2 separate regions of the Zea mays genome follow, and region 1 is linked to region 2. The links are chromatin contacts, called in public Hi-C maps. All regions are on one chromosome and are shown on one strand. The core of a region is the stretch at or near the end of the contact, and the rest is flanking DNA. Distances in the headings are between cores, read along the strand shown. Region 1 holds the start of LOC100191773 (Protein JASON). Region 2 holds the start of LOC100278145.

Evidence for each region. A called contact is a pair of places that touch in the nucleus more often than the background predicts.
Region 1: a contact with region 2 is called in a Hi-C map of endosperm, with 3 times the contacts expected there. The contact joins the promoter of LOC100191773 here to the promoter of LOC100278145 in region 2. A contact is called at or near these places in 9 of 25 Hi-C or Micro-C datasets (bundle sheath, ear, endosperm and 3 more).

Annotation. Positions count from the first base shown.
Region 1 is chr6:102,916,467-102,922,953 of Zm-B73-REFERENCE-NAM-5.0, forward strand. It overlaps LOC100191773 (Protein JASON), which reads right to left and starts at 3,222. Exons shown (of 7, transcript NM_001137198.1): 1 at 2,836-3,222; 2 at 2,653-2,726; 3 at 2,414-2,509; 4 at 2,265-2,335; 5 at 1,443-2,181; 6 at 1,270-1,352; 7 at 736-1,156. The coding sequence starts at 3,085. The coding sequence ends at 1,108. LOC103629655 (molybdenum cofactor sulfurase) reads left to right here. Exons shown (of 22, transcript XM_020539337.2): 21 at 305-415; 22 at 498-835. The coding sequence ends at 662.
Region 2 is chr6:102,691,440-102,697,907 of Zm-B73-REFERENCE-NAM-5.0, forward strand. LOC100278145 reads right to left here and starts at 3,384. Exons shown (of 16, transcript XM_008650739.3): 1 at 2,370-3,384; 2 at 552-1,031; 3 at 312-461; 4 at 1-230. The coding sequence starts at 3,242. LOC100147735 (filamentation temperature-sensitive H 2B) reads right to left here. Exons shown (of 5, transcript NM_001127249.1): 3 at 5,976-6,289; 4 at 5,268-5,508; 5 at 4,518-5,022. The coding sequence ends at 4,678.

The DNA of each region.
Region 1 (6,487 bases), core at 1,972-4,471, 220 kb after region 2:
AGAGGGAAGAGGTGCATTGAAGTTCCAGGATGACATGTATTTGGAATGAAATTGAGACTTCTAAAACAAATTCTTTGAGTCAGAGGGAGTGTATCACACTTCAGAGATTAAAATATACCAATTTAGAAATTTTGCCATCTGTCTTTGTAAATGATCATGCCCGAGTGCTAATTCCACCAATAATAAAAACCCTAAAGGAGTTAGCTACTTGGTTAGTGGCTGCTAAACTAGCTTTCGGGCACATTTGACTTATTTGTTGATTGCTGAATACTTGTCTCATTTTTCTGGAACGTTCAATGTACAGTCCATGGGAGGATGCAACCGTTGTCAGATGATCAACCAATATCAGAGCTCAGGGCAGGTGATCAAGTCAAAGGAACCGCTGGCAACTTTAGCATCGTATAGACGAAAAAAGGTGGGTTCATGTGATATGCCTTGCTTGTCTGTCGTTTTTTGTTTTCTGTGATCTTAAAACTACAAAATTTCACATGCGCCAGGGGAAGATTTTGTTTGGTGTCCTGTTGAACTATGAAGACGGCATGGAGGGAGAAGATGATGCCGTTGTAGAGAGATGGATCAAAGTGGGGCAAGAGGTACATACATACCTCAATGATGACTTGTGCACATACATACCCGGAAGTTTCACCTGCACAAGAGGCTGACGGGTAACAGTTGTCACAATACGTGAAAAAATATAGACTTTCAGATGTTATTAACAAGAAAGTGGTGCCATATGTATGTAACAATTTTCTTTTCATGCCTGTATGTGACACATAAGGCCTTGAAGCCTGTATTCAGACACAAATACATAGAAAACAAATGTACGTTTCACTCATGTCAGTGCTGGTGCGACCATAGAGTGAGCTACAGACCGGTGTGCTTGTGAGCAGTGAGCCAACAATGCTGCATGCATGACGGTACAGTAACTCATATTCACAACCCAGCTCAAACTGTCATTTATACACAGCATCACACCCCAACAGAAATTATGCTATTTGTACACGGCACCTTCAGCAGCATGCATGACGGTACCAGCTTCTGAGCTCAGTTTCATAACAGGTCGCTGGCAGCCTCATCACAGTTGGGCTAATATGATAACCCTGCCCGCTACTCAGCTGTCTCCTCGAGATGGAACAGCTTCCCCCGGACGACTTTCCTGCATTCAGTCACGATTTTACCATGAGAATAAGTAGCACACGGTGCCATGGTGTACGAAAAAAAAGGTGGGATAAACACGTTAGTTTTAGGCTAACGCAAAAAGCAACAGACCTTGGAGGGCAACGGTCCTCATCAGACAACACCTTCAGCAGTCTTTGTTCAAATGGCGTGGTGTGCCAACTGACCCTCTGATCCTAACAACGGTTACATTTAGATCAAAAGCGCATATATAACCACACGTTAAAAAAGGAAAGAAAGCATTGGATAGAGTGACAAATGAGTACCTCTCTGTATCTGGTCGTTGTGTTGGGGATACCGTTGCCATCCCATGCCTTGGGCAACCTAGGAGTAGGGTTACTGGTATCCAAGTTGAGATCAGGTGCAACCATGAAGACAGGCTTCTCAGTTAGAAAGCTGCAGTCTTCATCATCTTGATTCTCAGCATCTGCGGAGGAAGATTTCAGCCAGCGGGACAGGCTCAGTGCAGCGTTCTTTTCATCCGAGTTGGATTTTGACAGTGATTCTTCTACTCCATATGAGGCATTAGGATCAGGTGCAGAATATGATGGAGTTTCAGACAGTCCTGATTTGACCACTGAAGTTGAAGACGCTTGGGTTGGATCCTTGGTAGAATCTGCTCCCAAGTCTCTCTCCTTTAGAGGATCGGACGATGCCAATGGTGAAGAGTCTTCTGTCAGTTCAATCTGCTGAAGTCTGTTCTCGATGGATCTGAGGACAGGGTATATGAATTGTTTCCGAGTCCGCACACGCTTTCCAGATATAGAGGTCCCTCTGTGTGAAGCGTATGCTGTCCCAGGGGTCTGCATGTCATCCCTGAGAACTAGAGGAGTTGGAAACGGCGAACCACCAGAATCAAGTGGCTTGTGTTGCATGTTTTGAAACAGCCTCTTTTCCGAGGAAGCTGAACGAGGAACATATTCAGCTCCATGATGACGCCCAGCATCTTCACTGTTCAGTATAGACCTGAGCGAGTGACGCTCCTCACATCTGGGATTGCGTTGCCTAGGAGGCATTTATTTATTTTTTATCTCATGACAATACCAAAAAAAAACTCTGGAACTTGTGAAAATGAGAGCAGTTCTTACCCTTGTGATGAATTAGCTTCAAACAGCAATTTGCAATTTGCCGGTGGTCCATACGTGAGCTTGCTATCACACTGCAATTCCAGAATGAAGGGCATCAGACAGCTGAGCTAGTAATGGAGCAGTTTTTTTTTCGTTAAGGACGATCCCACCTCATTAGTAGTTTCCAAATTGTTTTCATACGATTGCTCATTGCGTAGTTCAGCTGGGGTTTCAGAGATAGTGCCGCATAGCTTCAGGTAACTTGCCTGGTTAGAGTTAGGAGTGCCACGAAAGTCACCTTAGAGGAGGTTAACCATCTTAAGCCCTTTGAGTAAAAACTGACGGTTTAATGTGTTTCACAAGGCCTTATAAGAAATTAAGCAGCAGTGCGTCAATGTGGCACGCGTACCTCGCGTCTGAGCTCCTCATCAATTCCACACCCGTCAGCCAAATCCTCATGAAATCGTCCGTCCCTTACCAAGCCTTTTCCCGATGCAACAACAACAACAAACACATACGTAAAACGCCCTGACAGCCGAGTTCTAACGCACAACCGAACACGAGGAAATGATCATGAAAATAGACGCAGTACCTTCCTCATCCCAGATGACCTCCGCGGCCCGATCCCCGCGCACGAGCGCATCCTGAAACGATGATGACCACGAGACAGCCGCCAGATGAGCGCTTAGGGACGGAGAGCGAGGAGGGGCAGGGGTTGGTCTTACTCGGAGGCCGGAGCCGCGGCGGGGGCGCGCGCCGAAGCACGAGCGGATGAAGGCCAGGATGACGGCGTCGAGGAACTCGACCACGGCCCTCGCGATCGCCTCCGCGCACCGGCGCATCGCGGAGAGCCCGCGGCGTAGGGCGGTGGCCGTGGCTTAGGGTTTGGTTTAGCTGCAGCGCGGGCGCCGGCGCCGGCGCCGCCTGTGGGGGGTCGCGGCGGAGAGAGAGAGACGTACGTAGGCGAGCGAGGTGAGGGGGGAGATGCGTTTGAAATGGGGACGGGAGGGAGGGGAGCAGAGGGAATGAAGGGGAGGCCACCGGCCCACGGCCAGTGAGCGGCACGGGAATCGTGTCGTGTCTTCGTTGATGGACTGGGCTTTGCATACCCAATCCGTCATGTCGCGGCTGGGCTTATGAATAATATGGGCCAATGAATTTGTTTCGGCGCCAAAGCTGGGCTAGCTTCTTCTCCGCGCCAAAGCTGCCCGAGTCAATATTAACAACACCAGCAGCAGCAGTAACCCCGGCCGTTGTCTTGCCTGGCCTGGCCGCCCGTCGTCTCTGAACTTGTCGTCTGCTGGCTGATCGACCTCCGATCCAGCTCCTACCCGTACGTCAGCTCCTGAATGCCATGACCTGTTTGGAAGATGGTCGTGATCTGTTTGGAAGATGCGGAGTCGAAAGACGAAACGGAATGAAGAAGCTAGGATCCAAGCCTATCTGGATGGATCCCATCTGCACCTTTTGGGCTTTCTCTGGCTATGGATGAGCAGCATTTTCCCATTCGGTTCGGCAGGGATAAAGTCACGGGTAGGTGAGAAGTCGGATACAGCACACAACCAAACTTCAATTTGCACGTGCATCAAATAATAAAAATAGTGATTTACTTTGAAAAAAATGGTTTTGGTTTGTTTGGTGCGAGGTGTGTGCACGGACTGATGCTAAAAGGCAAAATTCCTTCTATGTCATCAGAATTTATACTTATTCTTTATGTGCCACTAAGTGACATATAAATATATTTTTTTATGTATATGACATGTGAGGTCAGTGCACACAAGGAATAAATATATTTTTCGATCACATACAAGGAATTGGCCCATACTAAAATGCATGGCTGGATCTCAGAGACTATCTGAATAAAACAACGATGTAAACAAACATGTCCCTTTACTGTACAAGAAATTAGGCTGAAAGTATATATGATTGCTTCATGATTGATTGACTAACTCCTTTCTGCTTGAGTTACAACGACACTTCACTGAACAAGCTGGGTCAATAAAGTGAAAGTGTTCTCTTGACGAAACATCCAGGAAACTGCACATCTCTCTCTCTCTCTCTGGAATCTATGGCTAGCTTGTAACCATAGATTAGATGGAGATATTCATACTTCCGAGGATAGGGAAATAAAGTCATTTTTCGTGGGGATTGTGTGTGTACGACCTCTCTGGAGAGATAAAATTGTCATGACAGCCATTGCTAACGACTATGAGTGGCGTGAATCCTCGCACTTAGATTAGATATGTTTTGTTTGGTTTTATGTGTTTGTGGTTTGATAATTATGATTTGAGAATCACATAGATAATAATTATTTTTATAAAATAAATTTAAACTAAAAGCATTTTGAACAAAAGAACTGAGCTTAGCCTTACTTGAATTTAGCTTGCATAACATCTTCACCACACTTGCTGAGTATAATTAATGCTCAAACTTGTCATATACATTGTTGCTCAACCGAGGGAAGTGTCTGAGTTTACGTGGACGAAGACAGTGCGGAAGACTACTAGGCTACCTGTGGTATCGACCGATGTCCGTGGAGGCCGCTAGTTCCTCCGATCTTTGATGTAACTAGGGGTGAAGCTACACTATAGGTAGCGGATGCAAATGCACCCCCAAAAAACACAAAATCCATAGAATTGGTTAAAATTTCACCATATATGCACCCATTAAAATAAATTATTATGTATCCACAAGTCAAATGCACCATCCTTAATTTTGCTCTAGCTTCGCCACTAGATGTAACAGATGTACCTTTTTCTCCTTTGACCTATATGGGTCCATATGTAATAAGATAAACGATATTTCACGCTGGATATGGATTATTGTTATCGCTAATAATGACGTTGTTGTATGCGTGAGTAAACTTTCTAGGCACGCATATATACATGCACATTCGGTTTTATGGTACGGTCAACGAAGAAACAAAGCCTTTGAAGTATTTTAAGTGTCTTTCAACTTCAATAGATCGACACTTAGAATTAGTTTATCCTTAACACACTAGTACACACAGCCTCTATAGTGGCGGTTCTAGAGACGTTTTCACTGGCGCTTTTCAGTGCCGCCAGTGCTAGGGGCCAGTGGAAATGCTATTTTCACTGGCGGTTTTCTTAAGAAACCGCCAGTGGAAATGCTATTTTCACTGGCGGTTTTATAAAGAAAACCGCCAGTGGAAAGTTTTCCCGCCTTATTTTAAATTTTCAATCAGTACTGAAATTTATATATATTTACACACACAAAACATATATATACATGTAGTATTGATAAACATGTAGTATTGATATTGATATTGATAAACATGTAGTATTGATATTAAAAGCAACATGGAATTAAATTCTATCATACATATATATACATCAAAGTCTTGTTTACAACCATGTATGCATCACACATTATATACATCAAAGTTTTCACTTAAGCTCTAATAACTATCTCGGCTAAGAGATAGTCTACTAATTTCTGTTAGTATTCTAAACTCTGGCAAAGCTAATGTTCCGGAAGCATCGTGATATTTCCCTTCTGCGGGAATGACCTCTTTCAATATGAATGTGCACAGGTCCTCAACTATGCCATACAATGCACCTTCAGTCAAGTTCTCCGGGCTTCCTTGTTGAAATTGCTGTAAAGGAAGTTTATAAACATCATCTATTTATACTCAATAATAACACATTTGCATCTTTAATGACATAAATACATACGTGACTATTACTAATAATACCTTGTCAGGGTTCGTGATGTATCGTCCGTTCATTCTCATGAACTCGCACACGTAGAACCCACATAGGACCGATCCGGGTGGTTGCTTGTGGCACTACATAACGGGAGATTGGTTATTTAGTTGCAACATTGTCTTATGTACGTACATGTATGATATGTATTCATAAATTCACATACTTACCGGCCAGTTATAATGAATGTCTAGTGGCACGCCTTTTTTGGACGTGTCGTACTTTCCACCTTGTAGCTTATAAAACCTAAATGCCCTGTGATCTCAAATAGAATCACCATGTTATTCTACAATTCTCATCGATATAAGTATGCATGCATAGAAAAGGCTTACAGCTCTAAGATGCTGAGGAATTTTGAATAGGCCGAAGGCTCGGTGTGCAAGGAGTCGAGCACCAGCACCTTTCCAACCTTAGGATAAATGAAGAAGCATATCCAGTGGTCCCTGTACGAATCAAACTTGTGATACATGTGTATTGAAATTATTAATTTTATTTATGCAAAATCACACTTACTTAAAG
Region 2 (6,468 bases), core at 2,134-4,633:
GAGATCTCGTTCTTGGAAGGATGGACATACGATGGGTGATGAGGTGAGACATCAGCCTCTTTAGCAGCTTCATGCAAGGCCTCTGCAGCACTATGGGGAACAACTGTTTTTAATTTGGTAGATCTTGGGCTCTCAGGCCTCATCGGATTTGATAGTTTTGTTTTCCCTTTCCGCTTGTTCTTCTTTTTGTTACATTGATTTTTGCAACCATCCAACGAGACAGTTTGTTCCTAAAATATCGAGATGTCCCTCATAAGTCATGAATAAATGAACAACCAAACAAAACAGATTGGCAAAGTAATGCTTACAACCTTCGTTGTTGGTACAATTTCCTTGTAAGGAGTTTTTTCAGATGGAGGTCCAGCAGCAGTGCCTTCAACAGATGGAGCACAATGGTTTGGTAAAGGACTACAATTGCGATTATCTGAACTACTGCATCCATTATCCTGGAAAAAGGTTAACTATAGATAACTTAATATACTCAGTGAAGCATAAAGTCCTATCCTATCTATGGAAATACTAAAGCAAGCTGAGCAACAAATAAACTATACCTTAGATGGCTTAGCAGATGTCGTTAGCTTTTTCAAGGTGTTAGACTTCTTCTTTCCTTTCCGAGAACCTCCACTGGTCTTTTCAACATCTTTCTTTTTGGGGGCTTCATCCCCAATAAGTTCAAGATTTATACTTTCTGTCGACACCACCATGAGAAGCCCTTGTAATTTCATAAGTACATCACCAGCAGCAGTAGCAGCCGACACTAATGAAGTGAAAAAGATTGCATCACCGCTGCAGCAAGTAATGTTGCTCTTCAAACAGACTATCTCCTCAACTAGTTTCAGTCTTTTCAACTCTTTATAAAATACAGACTTCTTGCTGCAAGACAGAATGTTTGCACCATCAACGGAAGAAGCACAATTCTTTCTGAACAGAGACTGCCGTGTACATTCACAAGATTCGTTTGCCACGAATGATCCTGGTTCACCTAAATTATCCCTTGAGGCACTGTCTGATCCTTCAACCATCTCATTTGCCTGCAAGCTTGAGCTATTAGCATATTAGTATGTGCTTGAGGTGAAGAAACATGTTCAGGACAACTGGACACCAAAGTTTAGTAATTCTTCCTCAATTAGGGTGACAAAACAAGCCTGTGTGAGATGACAAGAGCTGATTTTTGTTATGCAACGTCAATATGATTGGGCTAACTTTAACACGTGAAGATTCAAGAAAGACACAACTTCAAGAAAAAAAAATGAGGGTCCCACATTTAAATAGAGGATAATTTCCAGAATCACACAGAAAATCATACAGATCACAAAGTAAACTACGTGCAATAAACATACTGTGGTGACTATTATATAAAAATACTTTTATAAATACTAGTAAAACATTTAACCCGCGATGTCTCAGAAATATATTCATTGGGCCAAATGCAAGGCCCATTTTATAACTTGTTAAAAAAGTATGATAACACTAACTCTGCTACATAACAGTTATTCTGGATCCTTTAATTAATTAAGACTATGTTGAAACTTCAGTTAGATAAAGCATGCAGATTTCAGAAAACGTCACTTGCCAAACAGACTGAACATGCTAATGCTATTTCAGGAAAAAGAAGGGCTTTTTTCTCAGCACAAACATAACACAATAGGCAACTTCTGTATGCCATTTCCAAAACAAGAGAAGAACCAATGCTTTGAACATATATGTGAAATCTGTCTTCATTACTTCTGAACCAGGTGCTTTCATATTTCGCATACTTTTTGAGGAAGTCTCTTTGGAGCCTACTAGATTGTCTTACTTGTTTTTTTATTTAAAGGAAAGATGCACCTAAATTTGCATAAATTAACGTCAATACTAGAAACAGCAATTTGCTTCTATTTGCCATGCAAGGACCTATTATAAGGTTAAGAAGAATGGCCTGTTTTCCCTAAACTGACCTTAGAAATAAGATTGCAAGACTAGATTATGCCATTTTATTCCTCTCGATGTTCCATCCTTACATCACCATCAACAGCCTTTCCACACATATCATACAATAAAAGGTCAACGATAGCCACCCCAATAATGCATCAGTATGGGATACACCACCCTTAATAAACACAACCCAGAGTTACTTGCCCCATGCACATCTTAACTAAATCACAGCTTGACAATTCATTCATGTAACAATAACAAATAAATGTCTTATCCCAAACCATCACACTTGAATTAAAACCATTGTAGAAGTTTATAACGAAATTGCAGATATGACTCCCAAATCTGGAGTTCACTTATGCAAATAAGGCATAGAATTGTGAAATGCAACCCCATAGTATTTGAAATCCATAATTGTCAGATTGTAGCAAAAGGCAGCATAGAGAGCATATTACCAGGGCCATTGCACCTTTCCCGAAGAATACCCCCATGAGACTTGCTCTCATCCGAGGCTCCAGTCTCATCCACCAATCCGCATATCCCTTCTCCCTCCAGAACGCGTTTGCAGCAAGCCCAGCCTTCTCCTTCGCACTCTTCCCAATTCTCACCGCCTTTCTCCCTCCAGCTGACCCACCCCCTGCCGCTGCCCACGACATTCGCAGTGCGATATCCAACCTATTGGCCAGAAACTCCTCGATCACGTAGTACCCCTTGGCATTAAGCCAGGGCAGCTCCGGGAAATCTTGACACGCCAGCGCGGCCAGGTCCACTTCCCCCTCCCCGCAGCAGAGGAACCTCCCGCCAGAGATCTCATCCATGGCTGCGACAAAGCCGTCGAGGTCAGCGACGAAGGCTTCGGCGACGGTGATCACGTCGGGGCGCCGCGACGATGCGGGCGACGAGGGGAAGAGGAGGGTGTTGGCGAAGAGGAGCGCCTGCGCCCGGGAGCTGGCGGCGGCGCGGGCGAGGAGGCCCCGGGAGAGGCGCGAGAGGACGGTTGGCTCCTCGGCTCCGCGCGCGGAGGTGGACGGGGACGAGGAGTGGAGCACGAAGAAGGAGGAGTGGCCGCGGAGGCGGAGCCGGCGGACCATGGAGAGCAGCGCGGCAGCCGCGGCGGGGGAGAGGAGGGAGGTGGCAGCCGCAGCGCGCGCGGCGGGGGAGAGGGAGGCGAGCCACCGGAGGATCGCAGCGCGCGGTGACGAGGAGGAGGTAGAGGCAGCAGCGGTGGCGGGGCTAGGGTTCGCGGCGGCGTGGTAGAGAGAGAGGTGCGCGGTGAGGGCGTCCATGAGCTCCTTCGTGGTGCGCGGCGCGGCGGCGGTGGAGGCCATGCTGGGGAGCGGCCGCGTCGGTGCCGGTGGTTGGTCGGGACTCGGGAATGGGGGAGGAGTGGCCGCTGTGGTGGGCCTGGGCGCTCTTCCGGTCTTGCTTGGTTTGCGGAGCAGCGGAGAGAGTTTTGCGTCGGAGTACTCCATCCCAAAATACATACGTATCACTTTCCAGATTTTATCTTACATTGTCCGTCCTAAATTAAAATTTATTTTATTAGTTAATAAATTTATTATTATTTGATGTATGTGTTTAATATGTGTCTAGATTTATCTTTATGCATTTAAATATAAACATTAAAAACAAAGAACTAAAATAACTACTATTTTTAGACAGAGATAATATTATATTTACTTATTAATATATTTAATATCTTCTATACTATTCTATCAAAAATCTAATGTAGGCACGTGCTACCACGACTTCACACTCCCCACACCAGTGTCCACAAAAAATAGTGCAGAACGAGTAATCGAACTCATACACATCTATGCACAAAAATTTAGAGCTAACCACCATACCACAAATAACTTAATGTTTATAGATAAATAAAAATTATATTTGTAGTCTAAACGTTGCTTCTCACACTCTCTTTGTCTCGTGGTAACGCAAGGGTACATTCCTAGTGGTAACGCAAGGGCACATTCCTAATTATCTAATACGTATCTATCTCTATTTTTAAAGAATATTTTAGTTTTCTATATTCTATCTTCTCTATTGATCTCAGTAAGCAAACGTTGAAGTGCTATGGAGCTGAGCGAGTACGTATATTTCTTAGCTTTTGCACGTGAAGACCCGTATGCTTTTTGCTAATTTGCCGTACAGTGACGACACTGACAGGTGTGACTGTGTTGTCATTCTTTATAATCTGTTGGCGACAGTTCTGGTTTACGCTTTATTCCTTTTTATTTACCGGCTTGTCGTTGCTCTAGAATGAGGTCGGTTACATTCGTAGTAGCATAACCAACGCATATTCTCGACTCATTGGCTGCGCCGGTGAGGCGTATAGCTTTTTAGGATGATCAAAACCAATTGACAAGCAAATTTGGGAATGGGATCACACCTGGCTAATAACGAGGTGTAATTTTGCTGGTTAGATTTGCATTTTAAAAATGTGGCAACTTGCTGATCCCGATCCCATCAGTTCCAAAAACAAAATGGCAAGTTCTTAATTAGAACATATAGTTTTATGAAGTAGGAACCGTGGAACATATAGCAAGAGATTTCGCTCGCCAGAAGCGAAGCTACAAACTGAAAATGTTGCGCCAGGCCTATTATTTTAATCTAATTACATTTTACTATTAATTCACCATGAGTAAGTTACATCTTACATGTCGTGTACCGAAAATCCGGCAGATTTAGTAGAGTTAGTGTACACCAAGAATCCAAAATATGAACACCATACAACAAGAAAATCCTCCCCTACAAGGCTAGGGTTTAGGCTGGGAGCGCGGCCGCCGGTGTGGCTGGGGGAACCCGGTTCTCAACAGGGATCTCGGCAAACTCAGAAAGGATCGCCCGGAACTCGTCTCCGGTCACTGTCTCCTTCTCAATGAGCACCTCAACGATTTTGTCAATGGCCTCCCTGTTGTTTCTAATGTGCCTCAAAGCGATCTCGTAGGCCTCATCCGACAACTGCTTCACGGCCGAATCAATGTCCTCCGCGAGCTTCTCTGACATGGAGTTCCTTGCCATCATTCTCATGATGACGTCCCCACTCTGCGCTCCACCCTCCATCAGAGACCATGGACCAATTTCAGACATACCGAATGTCACAACCATCTGCAGAACCATTGTGATCTCAGTACAGTTGACAAAGATCGGTAGTAGTAAAGCATTGAGACAAGATATCTACAGATCGCTGTCCATTCTAGCAGACTCTACCATGTGATTTTGCAGCACCGTTTGGTTCTTAGAATTCATATAGTCGTCAGTCATAAACCACAAAATGGTTCGTGACGACTTGCAAATTCTTTGCAAACGTTAACATGTACGTTGACAAAATTCCAATAGAAAAGGTAGTATACCTGCTTGGCTAAGCCAGTAATTTGCTGCAAGTCACCAGCAGCTCCAGTGGTCACCTCAGGCTCTCCAAATATGACCTCCTCAGCAGCTCTACCACCAAGGCCGCCAACAATTCTGGCAAAAAGTTGCTGCCTGGAGATGAGTGTTGGGTCATCCATCGGGATAAACCATGTAAGACCACGAGCTTGACCCCTTGGAACTAAGGTAACCTTTTGGACAGGATCATGGCCAGGCGTCAAAGTTCTGCAAAGAGATTTCCACTCCACAAATCAATGAGATAAATTTGACATGGAATGGTTACCAAGGAAAAGACATACAAAAAGGCAGTCCAATAAATCAAAAGTGAAGCCGCGAAGATACAATATGTTTTTCTGAGGGGAACATGGAAACAGGAAAGGAGCCACTTAGTACATCACAGCTATGGGCAGTTCATTAAATATTAAATCCAAGTCGTAGTACTCTATTGCATCATCAAATAATTTCCATGTCATCTTACTACTATCAGATATTTTAGACAATATATTTAGTAAGCTCGCTTTAGAAACCATATTAGCGCATGTATGCACCTAAAGTAATTGAAATACCTTAGAAATAATTAAAATGCAGATCAGAATATCTGAGAAACCAATCAAAACCTAAATTAACCCAATCACATTCCAATGTTAAGACAAAAGAAAGAAGCTCTGCAAAGAGGAAGATCCATCTCTTACCCGCAAATTGCATGCCCAACTTCATGGTAAGCAACAAGACTTTTGCTCTTCCCGTCTGTCATCACGGTCCCTTCCATACCAGCTACAATTCTGTCAATAGAATCATCAATCTCTTTTGAAGAAATTGCTGTCCTTCCCCGTCTTCCAGCCAGAATGGCTGCTTCATTCAGAAGGTTTGCCAAGTCTGCTCCGCTGAACCCAGGTGTTCTCATTGCTATGACATCAAGAGAAACATCAGAATCAAATTTCTTGTTGCTACCATGCACTTTTAGAATCTCTGTCCTTCCACGTACATCAGGAACGTCGACAGACACCTGTGTAATGAATTACAAGGCATACCAAAGATGTTAAGAACAACCCCCATATATTTCCGTTAAGATCTAACTAGTGTTCAGGTATTGAATGAAAGATGAATCAAGCTGAAGAAAATGGATCAGCTGAGTAAGCTACAAAGGAAACAACATGGATATTGAACCTTTGGCTACAAAATGGT